Regions from separate parts of the Mus musculus genome. Here regions 1 and 2 are each linked to region 3. A link is a contact called in public HiChIP or PLAC-seq data. All regions are on one chromosome and are shown on one strand. Each heading gives the region's core, a stretch centred on a gene start, on an enhancer-like site or on the middle of the called end of the contact. The rest is flanking DNA. Distances are from core to core; before and after follow the strand shown. Region 1 overlaps Aopep (aminopeptidase O). Region 2 overlaps Aopep (aminopeptidase O). Region 3 overlaps Aopep (aminopeptidase O).

Region 1 (4,185 bases), core at 323-2,822, 240 kb after region 3:
TATTCCTCTATTAGTTCCTAGACATTTTAAGCATGTTCCACATGCCATGATGAGCAGCATACCTGGCCATTCCCAGACTTGGAAAGTTGGTGGGGACAATGAGTATGTCCAGCCGGGAGAAAGGGTGTGTTCCCAGGACAGAGTGTGCAGCTGAGAGGCAAGAAGGGATCAGCCACAGCAGGGCCTCTTGGCAGGCACCCTCAAGGCACACTGGGGCAAACACTCGATAAGGAATGATGTCCTGGGAGGCAGCGGACGCACTCTGGAACCTGCAAGGGTATTCCATATGATTGCAGGTGTTATCATACCTGGACAACACAAAAGAAGACAGTGGTTCAAACAGGTTTATTAGAAAAGGCGGTTCAGTGGGGCTGGAGATATGGCTCAGTGGGTAAGAGCACTGACTGCTCTTCCAAAGGTCCTGAGTTCAAATCCCAGCAACCACATGGTGGCTCATAACCATCCATAATGAGATCTGATGCCCTCTTCTGGTGTGTCTGAAGACAGCTACAGTGTACTTACATATAATAAATAAGTAAATCTTTAAAAAAAAAAGATAGAAAAGGCAGTTTAAGTATTGGCTTGTTTGCTTTTGGGCAGCAGTGAAAATTATAGGTCAAATATTTATTGAGGTGCCTGAAGTGACTGAGTGATTTCAATCTAAGCTAATGAAAGCAACGATCTTATAGATCTTAGAATTATGGGGGTCATGGGTGGATAAGATTTGAAACAATAAAGCAACCTTCCACCCAAATTAAAGTAAATTCTACCTTCAGTAATGTGATCTCAAATATCATCATAGAGAAACTGTTGAAGTTACTGACAGTTCTTAGAGAGGGAGAGATGCAATAGCCGTTTTATTTATTGACTTTTCATTGAGAACTCATGGAGCCCAGGTAGCTCTGAACTCAGGATATAGCTGAGGCTACCCTTCAACTTCTGATTCTTCTGAATCTATCTCTCAAGTACTGGGATTACAGCTATGAGCCGCTATGTACCTGTCTATAGGCAAATTAAAGATTCCATTCTGGAAAATCCTAGAATAAGTGACCTGGGGTGAGGTAGGACAATGAACCAATGACAGTTATAGGTATAGTGTTCAAAAAAAAAAAAAAATCACAGCTTATCAAAAAGTAATCTAGGCATTCTTCACACTACTTGCCAGAGGCTGGCACTTCTGAAAAGAGCACTCTTTTCAATATCCTTTTGGGCTTTGGAGACAGGGTCATGCATCCCAGGCTGGCCTTAAACTCACCATGTAGATGAGAATGGCCTTGAACTCCTGATCATCTTGTCTCTACCTCCTGTGTGCTGGGATTACTGGCATATGCCTGGTTTACATAGTGCTGGGAATTGAACCTAGGGCTTCCTGCATGTTAGGTAAGTACTCTACCAACTGAGCTATGTCTCTGGTCCCTTTCTAATGCACTTTCAGTATAAATGTAATGAAATCAACCTTCGAGTGAAACAGAGCAGAACCCAGCTAGCCCCATTGTCATGTTACTCCCAGAAAGGCAAAGGAGGAATTGAAAGAAAATTCCTAGGGTCTGACTCACAGGCCTCAAGAGAACTTATATAGCTAAAGAAACCAACATCAAAGAGAATTCTATTTTTTCATCTGTTAACATGCCCTCTATTCAGACACAATGGAAAAACCCTGTAACCTTAAATTGCAGATTATAATTCTAGCTGTGGGTGCTACTGTGATTCACCAGACACTGAAGAATCTCTAAGTGCTTACCTGCCTCAATTTGGGCAGGTTGTAACAATAATTCTTCTTGAGGTTTATGAAGTATCTTCCAGACACCCAAGGCCTGTGATCAGGAGATCCACACAGCTATGTAAACAAGCCTCACCTTCCACCATAATGCTTCAAGAATTACCAGCCCCAGTGAGGCCTGGTTATGGTTGGGGGGGGGGGGTGGGTAAAAAAATGGAGACCCATAAAACTGCCAGGATAAAGTGACTGCAAGAATAGAGTTACTAAGACTGGACTCAAGCCAAAGTCCTGGACTCATAACATCACCTTATGAGAAAGAAATCAAAAGTGTCTGCTTGTAAACATTCAACTAAAAAGGCTACAACACCCACCTAAAGACGAGGAGCCAAGATGGCCAACTACTGAGCCTCTATGGGGTTTTTAAAAATGTATTTACACAGAAAAACAATGTACTATGGTAATTTAAGCTCACATACTCTCTACTGAAAAGTTTTTACAAGCTGCAGTTGACCATGTGTCCATGGCATATGCCCATACACCTGTAACCCCAGCATTTGAAAGGTACAGACAGAAGAATCAGGAGTTCAAGGTAAGTTTGGGCTCCATGAGACCATGCCTCAAAACTCCCACCCAAAGGCTTTTAGAAGCCAAGTGTGACAACAGCATGGACCAGTATGCCTAGAACTCCAGCACTTGGGAGGCTGAGGCAAGAGTACTGAGGATATGACACCAGCCTGGACTATGTATGTTCTGGGCCAGCTTGCGCTACAAGTCACAACCTTGTCTTAAAAACCTAAAAAAAAGAGGGGGCCTTCAAAGCATGAACCGAAAGCTCGAACTCTCTGGATGCAGCTAGGGAATAAGCTTAAGATCTAAACATCACGATGCCTCAGTGCAGGGAGGCATGCTATCTCGAAACTGCTTTTTCCCACGGAGGGAGACTATCTCTTACACCTAAGAAAACTAGAGGTTAGGGAACAGAGTGAAGGCGGCAATGGTACATCAAACAAGCCTGTTTGTTCAAGGGAAAAGATGAATCATTTTCTTTCCAGGCCTATATGAACACTCACCAAACTAATGAGGATGATTACTGTTAGATGCATAACTTAATCCCATTTTCCATAAAACTTAGGACTTAAAAGCAATCATGCTATGGGCAAGTTACGTCACTGAGGCTCTTGATAGTGAAAGAACTGTATGAGGGATGCCACTTGTGAGGTCTTATGTAAAGACCAATACACCTTGGCTTCAGTGGCTGTGCTGTGACCAGTGTGGTGACCAGCTGTGACCAAGGTGAGGACTTCAGTATTTGGGGCCTCTTTCTCTTCATCACACCCACAGACTTACCAGCTATGGCTGCCTGAAGAGAGGAGGACAGATTAGGAAGGGTAGGAGAGAACTCTGTGGCATGACAGAATATTTTGAATTAGGTGTGTACACAGTAGGCCACAGTGGATGTCAATCACATACTAAAATGCTTCCTAAGGTTTCTACAGGCAAAAGAGGACTATACCCATTCACTTCAAGGCCCCATTCAAGCAGCAGCTAAGGGGGTCCAGGGATCATGTATCAACAGCACAGACCCAGTGGCAACCGGAGATTCCTTCTCTTCTATTCATAGTGGCTTCCCTCAGTTTTTACTACTCTCAAGACAGACTTTCCCTACCCCAAGTTTTCCTTTCTGCAGAATGAATCATCCCAATGTCTTTAACGTGGTGCCAGTTTTCCAATGCTTTCAATCAGTTTCATTAAGTTCTACTGCAGGATAGCCAAGCTTCCATGCCAAGCATAAGCTGAATGACCCCAAATGAAGGCCTGAGAGGCTTAATGTAACACAAAACTCTTTTGTGGCTGAAACTAAATAGAATTAATGCATATTAGACTTTTTTCTAATGTCTTTAGTCTGTGTGTTTACTAAAATGTTCATTCCAAGTGGACTGGAGGAGTTGCCCCTGTTAATTTAGCTCATCTGAATGGTGATCAAAAAATTCAGTGACCAAGCCAGGCAGTGGTGGTACACACCTTTAATCCCAGCACTTGGGAGGCAAAAGAGGCAGATTTCTGAGTCCAAGGCCAGCCTGGTCTAAAGAGTGAGTTCCAGGGCAGCCAGGGCTACACAGAGAAACCCTGTCTTGAAAAAACGCAAAAAGGCAAACACACAAAAAGGCAAACACACATACACACACACACACACACACACACACACACACACATCAGTGACCAACTCTTTGGCTAAATTCTGGAAACTAGATGAACACTCAGGCAAGTGAAAGTCCTGGTGTGTAAAGGTTCTGTAAATGTGAGGTTGACATGAGCGAGATTGGTGGGAAGAAAGTCTGGCCAGGCAGGTATCACCAGATGTGAACATGCCCAGAAACACCAACATAGGTGTGATGGCAAAACAGAGTTGCTCAGCCCATGGAGCCAGGGATGTGGTGGATAAACAGAACCACTTTGACTACTAG
Region 2 (3,765 bases), core at 156-2,655, 220 kb after region 3:
AATGAATCAAGTACTCAGTATTGTATTGTTTAAAATGTTACAAATATTGGCAAAACTTCAAGATCTTTATTTTGGAAAAGTAAATTGAGAAAATCCAGGGCACAGAATACTGCACAGCTAAAGAAAAGGTGCGGAGAAACTCAAAGGTTCCATAACAGAAGGAAACCCAGGACACAGCCCCAAGTACCAAGAGCACAGAGAAAGCTGGGTGTGGTGCATCTTGCTTTTCAAAAAGGAGGGCTGATAATCCTTATAGTTGGCTTACATCTGTATGAACAAACAAAAGACTCATAGAAACGCCTGAGGAGTGGGAGGAATGGAGCAGAAGGGAATGGAGGTGAGAAAACAGGAATGCAGAATAGATTGCACTGAAGTGATTCGCTAACCACAGTCTTTAAGGCTGACCCTTCTGAAAAACTAAGCTTCATTTTGCAAAATTATCTTGATACACTCCCACATAGTCTGAAGGACATGCCAGGCAAAAACTCCATAGACAACACTGCACATCCTTATGAATGAGGTGGTTATCAAGACAGGCTGGAAAGGGCAAACATTCAAAGGAAGGGCTATGTGCAAGAGTGACCCCAACACCCAGAACAGATGTGTCTAGACCCTCTCATTCTGAGCCTTTCACGTTGTAATCAGCAGAGTCAGAACATAAGTTTATTCAAGAACAGTGGTTCTCAACCTGTGGTTTTCGACACATTTGAGGGCCAAATGACCGTTTTACAGGGGTCACATATCAGATATCCTGTATATCAGATATTCACATTATGATTCATAATAGTAGCAAGATTCCAGTTATGAAGTAGCAACAAAAAATAACTTTATAGTTGGGGAGGAAGTCACCACAACCTGAGGAACTTTATTAAAGGGTCACACCATTAGGAAGGTTGAGAACATCTGGTGGGAGAAACAGAACCTCTCTTTCTCTCTCTGTGTGTGTATGTGTCTGTCTGTCTGCCAATTGAGTTCAAAATCCTGCAATGAGAGGGTCCACACTTTTATTATCCATTACTAGATATGGAGAAGGAACTATGACTATGCATTTTGACATGAGCAGCAGCAAGGTCTGGCAGTCTGTTCTGCTGCTTTGCCTCTTCTGGGGAATGACAAGGCAACATGTACAAACACCTCCATTTCAAGCTACAAGCATAGACAGAGGCCCTAGCAGATGGCATGGGCTGTGCTAAGCACACCCGATGAACAGGAAAGTTCTTTAGGGATCATTTGAGGAATCTGGATTCAGTGACTCTTTGCAGCAAGTCTTTTGTGTTGTCCCTGCACTAACTCATCACAATTATTTCTATTTGTTCCCAAAAGCTATTATTTCAGAACACTGTTGACATTCTGGGTTGGGAGGAACCACAGGGCTGGTGATTCACCCTAATAAGCCACAAATCTTATAGTATTTAACAAACGAAACTATCAAATGTCTCTATGCTTACTGGAGCAGAGAGCTGAATTCTCTGAGAGCCTGTTCCGGAATATTTGTGATCTTACGTGTTTCCCTACAGCGGTGTAGAGAGCGAAGGGCTGGGCAGCAGCTCATAGATGACAGGCAAAGTTAAGAGCTGGTCTGGCCCTGGTCTGAGTCCAGAGTGGGCTCTTCCCATCAAGTCAGAAGGCATCCCTCTGTGTACAGGGTAGATAGTGTGCTTGGCTACCTGGGCCTTTGCATTGCTGATTTCATCTGCAAGTGGCCTACAGGTCTACCCCCCCTTAGCTCAAATAACCAACTCATCAGTAGGATCCCCCTGTCCTGCACTTAAGAGACCATGTGTTACGCTTATTCTCCTCACCCTAACTTCCTAGAAGGAGCAAGTATGGCTGCCAGAACAAGGGAGACTCCAGTTTCAGAGTGCCAAAGTCCAGACAGATACAACAGCCATCTCCCCAGACCTCGAAGAACAGGTCAGAGCAAGTCCTGAAAGGTCTCCCCAGATGATCACTTAGGTGTCCACCTCTAGGGGATTGCCTTCCCACCTAGTGCTACCAGAACAGACACAAGGTTCAAAGTGTTTAGGTCCTAAAGAAATAGAAGCAGTCATTAATAGTCTCCCAACCAAAAAAAGCCCAGGACCAGATGGGTTCAGTGCACAGTTCTATCAGACCTTCAAAGAAGACCTAATTCCAACTCTCCTCAAACTATTCCACAAAATAGAAACAGAAGGTACTCTACCCAATTCATTCTATGAAGCCACAATTACTCTGATACCTAAACCACACAAAGATTCAAGGAAGAAAGAGAACTTCAGACTAATTTCCCTTATGAATATTGATGCAAAAATACTCAATAAAATCCTCACAAACCGAATCCAAGAACACATCAAAACGATCTTCCATCATGATCAAGTAGGCTTCATCCCAGGGATGCAGGGATGGTTTAATATACGGAAATCTATGAACATAATCCACTGTATAAACAAACTCAAAGACAAAAATCACATGATCATCTCGTTCGATGCTGGGAAAGCATTTGACAAAATCCAACACCCCTTCATGATAAAAGTCATGGAAAGCTCAGGAATTCAAGGCCCATACCTAAACATAATAAAAGCAATCTACAGCAAACCAGTAGCCAACATCAAACTAAATGGAGAGGAACTGGAAGCAATCCCACTAAAATCAGGGACTAGAGAAAGCTGCCCACTTTCTCCCTACCTATTCAATATAGTACTTGAAGTCCTAGCTAGAGCAATTCGATAATAAAAGGAGATCAAGTGGATACAAATTGGAAAGGAAGAAGTCAAAATATCACTGTTTGCAGATGATATGATAGTATATATAAGTGACCCTAAAAATTTCACCAGAGAACTCCTAAACCTGATAAACAGCTTCAGTGAGGTAGCTGGATATAAAATTAACTCAAACAAATCAGTGGCCTTTCTCTACAGAAAGGATAAACAGGCTGAGAAAGAAATTAGGGAGACAACACCCTTCACAATAGTCACAAATAATATAAAATACCTTGGTGTGACCCTAACTAAGGAAGTGAAAGATCTGTATGATAAGAACTTCAAGTCTCTGAAGAAAGAAATTGAAGAAGATCTCAGAAAATGGAAAGATCTTCCGTGCTCATGGATTGGCAGGATTAATATAGTCAAACTGGCTATCCTGCCGAAAGCAATCTACAGATGCAATCCCCATCAAAATTCCAACTCAATTCTTCACTGACTTAGAAAGGGCAATTTGCAAATTAATCTGGAGATATGGATTAGTGGTTAAGAGCACTGATTGCTCTTCTTAAGGTCCTGAGTTCAAATCCTAGCAACCACATGGAAAATAAAACAAGCTAAAGAAGGGAAAAGTGGTCAATCAACCTCATATTACCAGGTGGTGGTGGCACACACCTTTAATCCCAGCACTTGGGAGGCAGGTGGATTTCTGAGTTCGAGGTCAGCCTGGTCTACAAAGTACGTTCCAGGACAGCCAGGGCTATACTGAGAAACCCTGTCTCGAAAAACAAACAGACAAACAAACAAACAAACAAATAACAAACAAACAAACAAAAACAACAACAAAAAATTCATCTGGAATAACAAAAGTCCTAGGATAGCAAAAACTCTTCTCAACAATAAAAAACCTCTGGTGGAATCACCATGCCTGACCTCAAGCTGTACTACAGAGCAACTGTGATAACAGGTAGATCAATTGAATAGAATTGAAGAACCAGAAATGAACCCACACACCTATGGTCACTTGATCTTTGACAAGGGAGCTAAAAACCATCCAGTGGAAAAAAGACAGCATTTTCAACAAATG
Region 3 (3,879 bases), core at 571-3,070:
GTACCAGGCTCTAAAGGTGTGTGTGTGTGTGTGTAAGAAATTATAGGCAAAATGACAAAGGTGGCTTAAGAAATGAGAAGCCGCAGGGCACACACCTACTCTGTATCCAGACATTCTGTATCCAGACATAGCCACAATAAGCTATGTAGCCAGGACAGAACACAGTCTGGTGGATCGCTTTCCTGGAATGCCATGGAATGGACAGCCGGTTAGGGCCTGCCCCGTCCATGTTCCTGGTCCACCCTGCCAGTGCCTAGGTAAGGTCATTATACAGACAAGAGACAGTGGTGGACCCAGGACAGATGGGAGAGGTCCCATACTCATTCCTGTTCTGTCCTCGGGGACTCATAAGCCAGCCCAAGCCTGTTTCACTGAATTGGCCAGATTTGATTTTACAAGCCAGCTGAAGAGAAAGGGCATTGTATCTCCAACCCAAGCTTGCACACACGTCCTGTCATGCCAGGTTTCTGGGGCCATCGCCAGCTGCTGAGGCCACATTCTGGTGACTGTACCTCTTGTTTCCTATGCTTCTCCGAGAACACGGACATGGACACTCCCAGCGGGATCAACCACCAAGGCAGGGCTTCTTTCTGGCCAGTCTTCCCACTGGGGCTACACATGCCAACACCAAGAGCCGGTCTCCTCAGCAGCCCACCCCATCCTGGGAAACTTCCTCCGCTTGCCCCAGTCTCCTCCCTGTCTCACACTGTCTGGTCATTGGTCTGAAGAGAACTGCCTTATTGGTTCATCAATCTCTCCGACAGCATCAATGGGTGGGAAGGGGGCCATAAAACCGTCCCCTGAATAGCCGGATGGCTGCTCCTCCCTCCCACCTCGTAAACCCCACAGACCAGCCAAGGGGCCCCCGAATTCACTGTGGCTAGGGTGAGTTCACCCCCCTCACTGAGACTACTCCCTGAAACCTTTCTTGGGAGGTCCAGGCACTCCCCACCCACGCCAGCCCTGGGAGTCTCAGAGATGTGATGAGGCTAGGCCACTCCCTAGGGAGAGAGTGTTCCAAGGGGCTGAATAACCACTGAGCTTTTGGAAACAATGTTAAGCCGCAGCAAGGTGTCTACATACTGTGGGAATGGGTATGGCAGCCCAGCCACTCAGGGAGCAGGCCAGCTAAGGCCACAGGCCCAGCACCCAGGACTACTTGGCAGGTGTAGCTGGGGCGGGGTGTTCTCCTTTCCCTTACCAGGCCAGTGCTGTTCCTGTACTGGCTGGCTCCGTCTCTGTATAAGCCTGGTGGGGACCAGCAGGACTGAAGCAAGCAGCTCTGCATGTGAACCCTTCAGATCCCATCCTCTAAGTACTGCTTTCTGTTGCTTCCTGGGCCATAGCTGCTTTGGAGAGTTGGGGCAAAGGTGATGCTGTGGATAACAGAGATCCCTGTGTGTGTGGCATCCCCTGCTAGCTGGCCGCTCACTGGGCTTGTGTAGCCATGTCCTGCTAAGCCACGGTCAGGAGAAAAACCTGGTAGGAACTTGGCACTGGCCTGGAGTGGACCCTGAAAAACCCTCTGCGTTTGGTAAGGACTGCTTACTTTGGGATATCTGCCATTTCTGGTTTCTACCCTGGGGACATTCTATGACATTTCTGCTCACCACAAGCAAGAATACCTTGCTATAGTATCAATTATTTCATTCTTTTGATGTGAAATTCGTTTGAATAAATAAATACATAAATGCTTTAAAATCCTCCAGTACTATTGGAATAGCTGAGTCAGAGCGCCCAGAGTCCTTTCTGGGACTTTCTCAACCCCACCCTTCCCTTCTTCCTGCCTGGGTCCAGCCAGAATTCCCAGTACCTCTCCCTTGGCTTCTGTCCAAAGGCTCACAAACAAGGTGGTGAGCTCCCAGCCAGCCAACCTCTGCCCCTTCCTGGGGTTCAACTCTCTTCTACAAATCCGAGTGTGGATGGCTCCCTTCCTAGGCCAGGTTCAGGATCTATGTAGAGGGACAAAACAGTGGGTTCAGGATCTATGCAGAAGGATAGCCCACAGTGGGGGCACTGATGTTTCCTCCTGTGCAGGGAACCATGGCCCAGGGGTCAACATCAGATGATCTAGATGCACCCCCTTCCTGTAGCCCTGGCCTCACTCCGGTTGAGGCCTGCTCTAATCCTTGTCGGAAGCATCCCAGATAACACGGAGGGGTGTGTCTCCTCTGGAGAAGAGATGGAGTAACTCTAGGCTGTCTTGGTTGGAAGGAGGCCATTTCTGGTGGGATCAGTGAGAACAGGCTGGCCCAGCCCTGGCCTGTTGTTCTCAAGTGATGGACATCTGCTTAGCAATGACGATGACAGTATTCAGTGGCAGGGTTAAGAGGCTGGTGTTTCTGCTATCCCACTCACCTCTTGGCAGTTATCTCACACGGATCCTCCTGTCCCGGCCCCTCTACCTACTGGAGGCATGGGCCTGGTGGTAGAGCACTTTGCTCCCATTGGGTTTCTCTCACCCTTCAGCTTCCTCCAGGAATGAAGTGAGGCTAGAAAACGGCATGGAAATAGTGCTGGCAACAAGTGTGCCTGACCACCAAGGACAGTCTCAGTCTCTCCAGGGACAGAGGAGCAGACTCAGGTTCAGGCTTCCAGGCTTTCAACACAGGCTCAGTCTCACATCTGAGTGGTGGGAGGGAGAGTTCCTTAGAGGGGTTCCAAGCCCCTGCCTAAGGCTTGGACACCAAAGCTCTGAAGACCAAGCACTACAGAGTGGTCTACAGCAAACACTGACCCAGGGATCCAGCTTCTTGCTCTGCCCACTTGTGGTTTGGAGCAGGAGCCTGGGTGATGATCCACATCCTTCCTCCGCCAACAGTTCACTCATCACCTGAACCATATGCTATAGAGCAAACTCCTCCCTGGGTGAGACAGCTCAGAGGAGGAGGTCAAGCCTCCCTAGACATCCATTCTTCCGCCCTCAGACCCTGCTTCGCATCCTATTTGACAAGTTAACGTTTGCAATGTTCTGTGTCCTGTGAAGTCAGGTGGCTCACGGAAGAATGGAGACTGCACTTTCTTGACTCCAGAGGTCTCAGCCAGATGAGGGAAGCCTGCTTCCACAGCCTCATGGGCCTCTGGTGCAGCTATGGGTGGCAGGAGCTGCTGCCTAACTTGTTGGGGTGGGGGACTAGAGGAGAGGGGAGGATAGGCTTGCTCTGCACCCAGCCAGAGGTGGCAAAGGACAGCTCTACCACAGATCCTTCACCAAAGCTGTGAAATGGGCATCTGGTTCCAGTGAGATCTCCACTTACCTGAAACCCATTGGCAAGAACCCAAGCCAGACACAGCCAGGCACAGGGCTCAGTGACCCATGGGGACAAGGGACTTGATCCCTGAACAAAACCCACCTTAGGCGACAGCTTTGTTTTGCTTTAGTGGTTCCTAAGAACAAAGAACAAAACCAGACTAAACCAGTGCTTGGCTGCTCTCTCCAGTTCAGAGGAGGTATGGGCCACTGAGGTTCTCAGAGGGGCCTTACAGGGTGTGTGGTTCTTAGTCCACCTCTAAGCAAGGCCAGAGTGCTTCTGAGAGCAGGAAGGCATAGACTCAGCCATTTATTTCAAGTCTTCACAGAAATCAGGGTAACATTAAGTAGAATTAACACACTTTGATACTTGTACCATTGTGGTATACAAAGCAGATAACCATTTGCAAGTCCCCTGCAACCATCCAAATGCAGTCACTGCTACAGCCCAGGCTCTGAAAACCAATGGTTCTGTGCGGACGCTCCTCTCAGTCTGTCCTAGAGCCTTTGTCACCCAGCAGGTCTGGGTGCAGAAGCCTGGCCAGCCAGTGGGATGCTCCTTCTGGTTCCTCTGTCCACCGCTCTGCCTTGGCTGGGCTCATGTGACTGCACTGATGGCTCAGTCTCAA

What was found. HiChIP or PLAC-seq counts read pairs in DNA pulled down with a chosen protein or histone mark.
Region 1: a contact with region 3 is called in a FOXA1 HiChIP or PLAC-seq map of pancreatic cancer cells. The contact joins two enhancer-like sites. A contact is called at or near these places in 10 of 39 promoter capture datasets (the C10 cell line, the HPC-7 cell line, cranial neural crest and 7 more), 1 of 484 Hi-C or Micro-C datasets (bone marrow-derived macrophages), 6 of 115 datasets of contacts at active chromatin or transcription factors (embryonic stem cells, epiblast stem cells, large pre-B cells and 1 more) and 4 of 9 other capture datasets (adipose tissue, embryonic stem cells, liver and 1 more).
Region 2: a FOXA1 HiChIP or PLAC-seq map of pancreatic cancer cells shows a contact between it and region 3. The contact joins two enhancer-like sites. A contact is called at or near these places in 9 of 39 promoter capture datasets (the C10 cell line, the HPC-7 cell line, cranial neural crest and 6 more), 2 of 484 Hi-C or Micro-C datasets (liver and uterus), 7 of 115 datasets of contacts at active chromatin or transcription factors (embryonic stem cells, heart atrium, large pre-B cells and 1 more) and 3 of 9 other capture datasets (adipose tissue, embryonic stem cells and liver).

Annotation. Positions count from the first base shown.
Region 1 is chr13:63,064,163-63,068,347 of GRCm38.p6, reverse strand. It overlaps Aopep (aminopeptidase O), which reads right to left. Exons shown (of 16, transcript NM_001289926.1): 5 at 63-308. Among named protein-coding and RNA genes, the nearest start is that of Gm46422, 28 kb to the left of the region's middle. Within about 2 kb of position 1,572, at least 40 of the 459 cell types and tissues checked have an H3K27ac peak or open chromatin away from gene starts, as enhancers often do. A contact at or near this core is called in pancreatic cancer cells, where this site is marked.
Region 2 is chr13:63,085,896-63,089,660 of GRCm38.p6, reverse strand. All of the region lies in intron 5 of Aopep (aminopeptidase O), which reads right to left. Gm46422 (a long non-coding RNA gene) reads left to right here. Exons shown (of 3, transcript XR_001780981.2): 3 at 1-1,866. Among named protein-coding and RNA genes, the nearest start is that of Gm46422, 7.0 kb to the left of the region's middle. Within about 2 kb of position 1,405, at least 51 of the 459 cell types and tissues checked have an H3K27ac peak or open chromatin away from gene starts, as enhancers often do. A contact at or near this core is called in pancreatic cancer cells and uterus, where this site is marked.
Region 3 is chr13:63,302,527-63,306,405 of GRCm38.p6, reverse strand. It overlaps Aopep (aminopeptidase O), which reads right to left. Exons shown (of 16, transcript NM_001289926.1): 16 at 3,529-3,879. It also overlaps a transcript of Fancc not described here. Among named protein-coding and RNA genes, the nearest start is that of Mir3074-1, 3.2 kb to the right of the region's middle. Within about 2 kb of position 1,820, at least 82 of the 459 cell types and tissues checked have an H3K27ac peak or open chromatin away from gene starts, as enhancers often do. A contact at or near this core is called in pancreatic cancer cells and uterus, where this site is marked.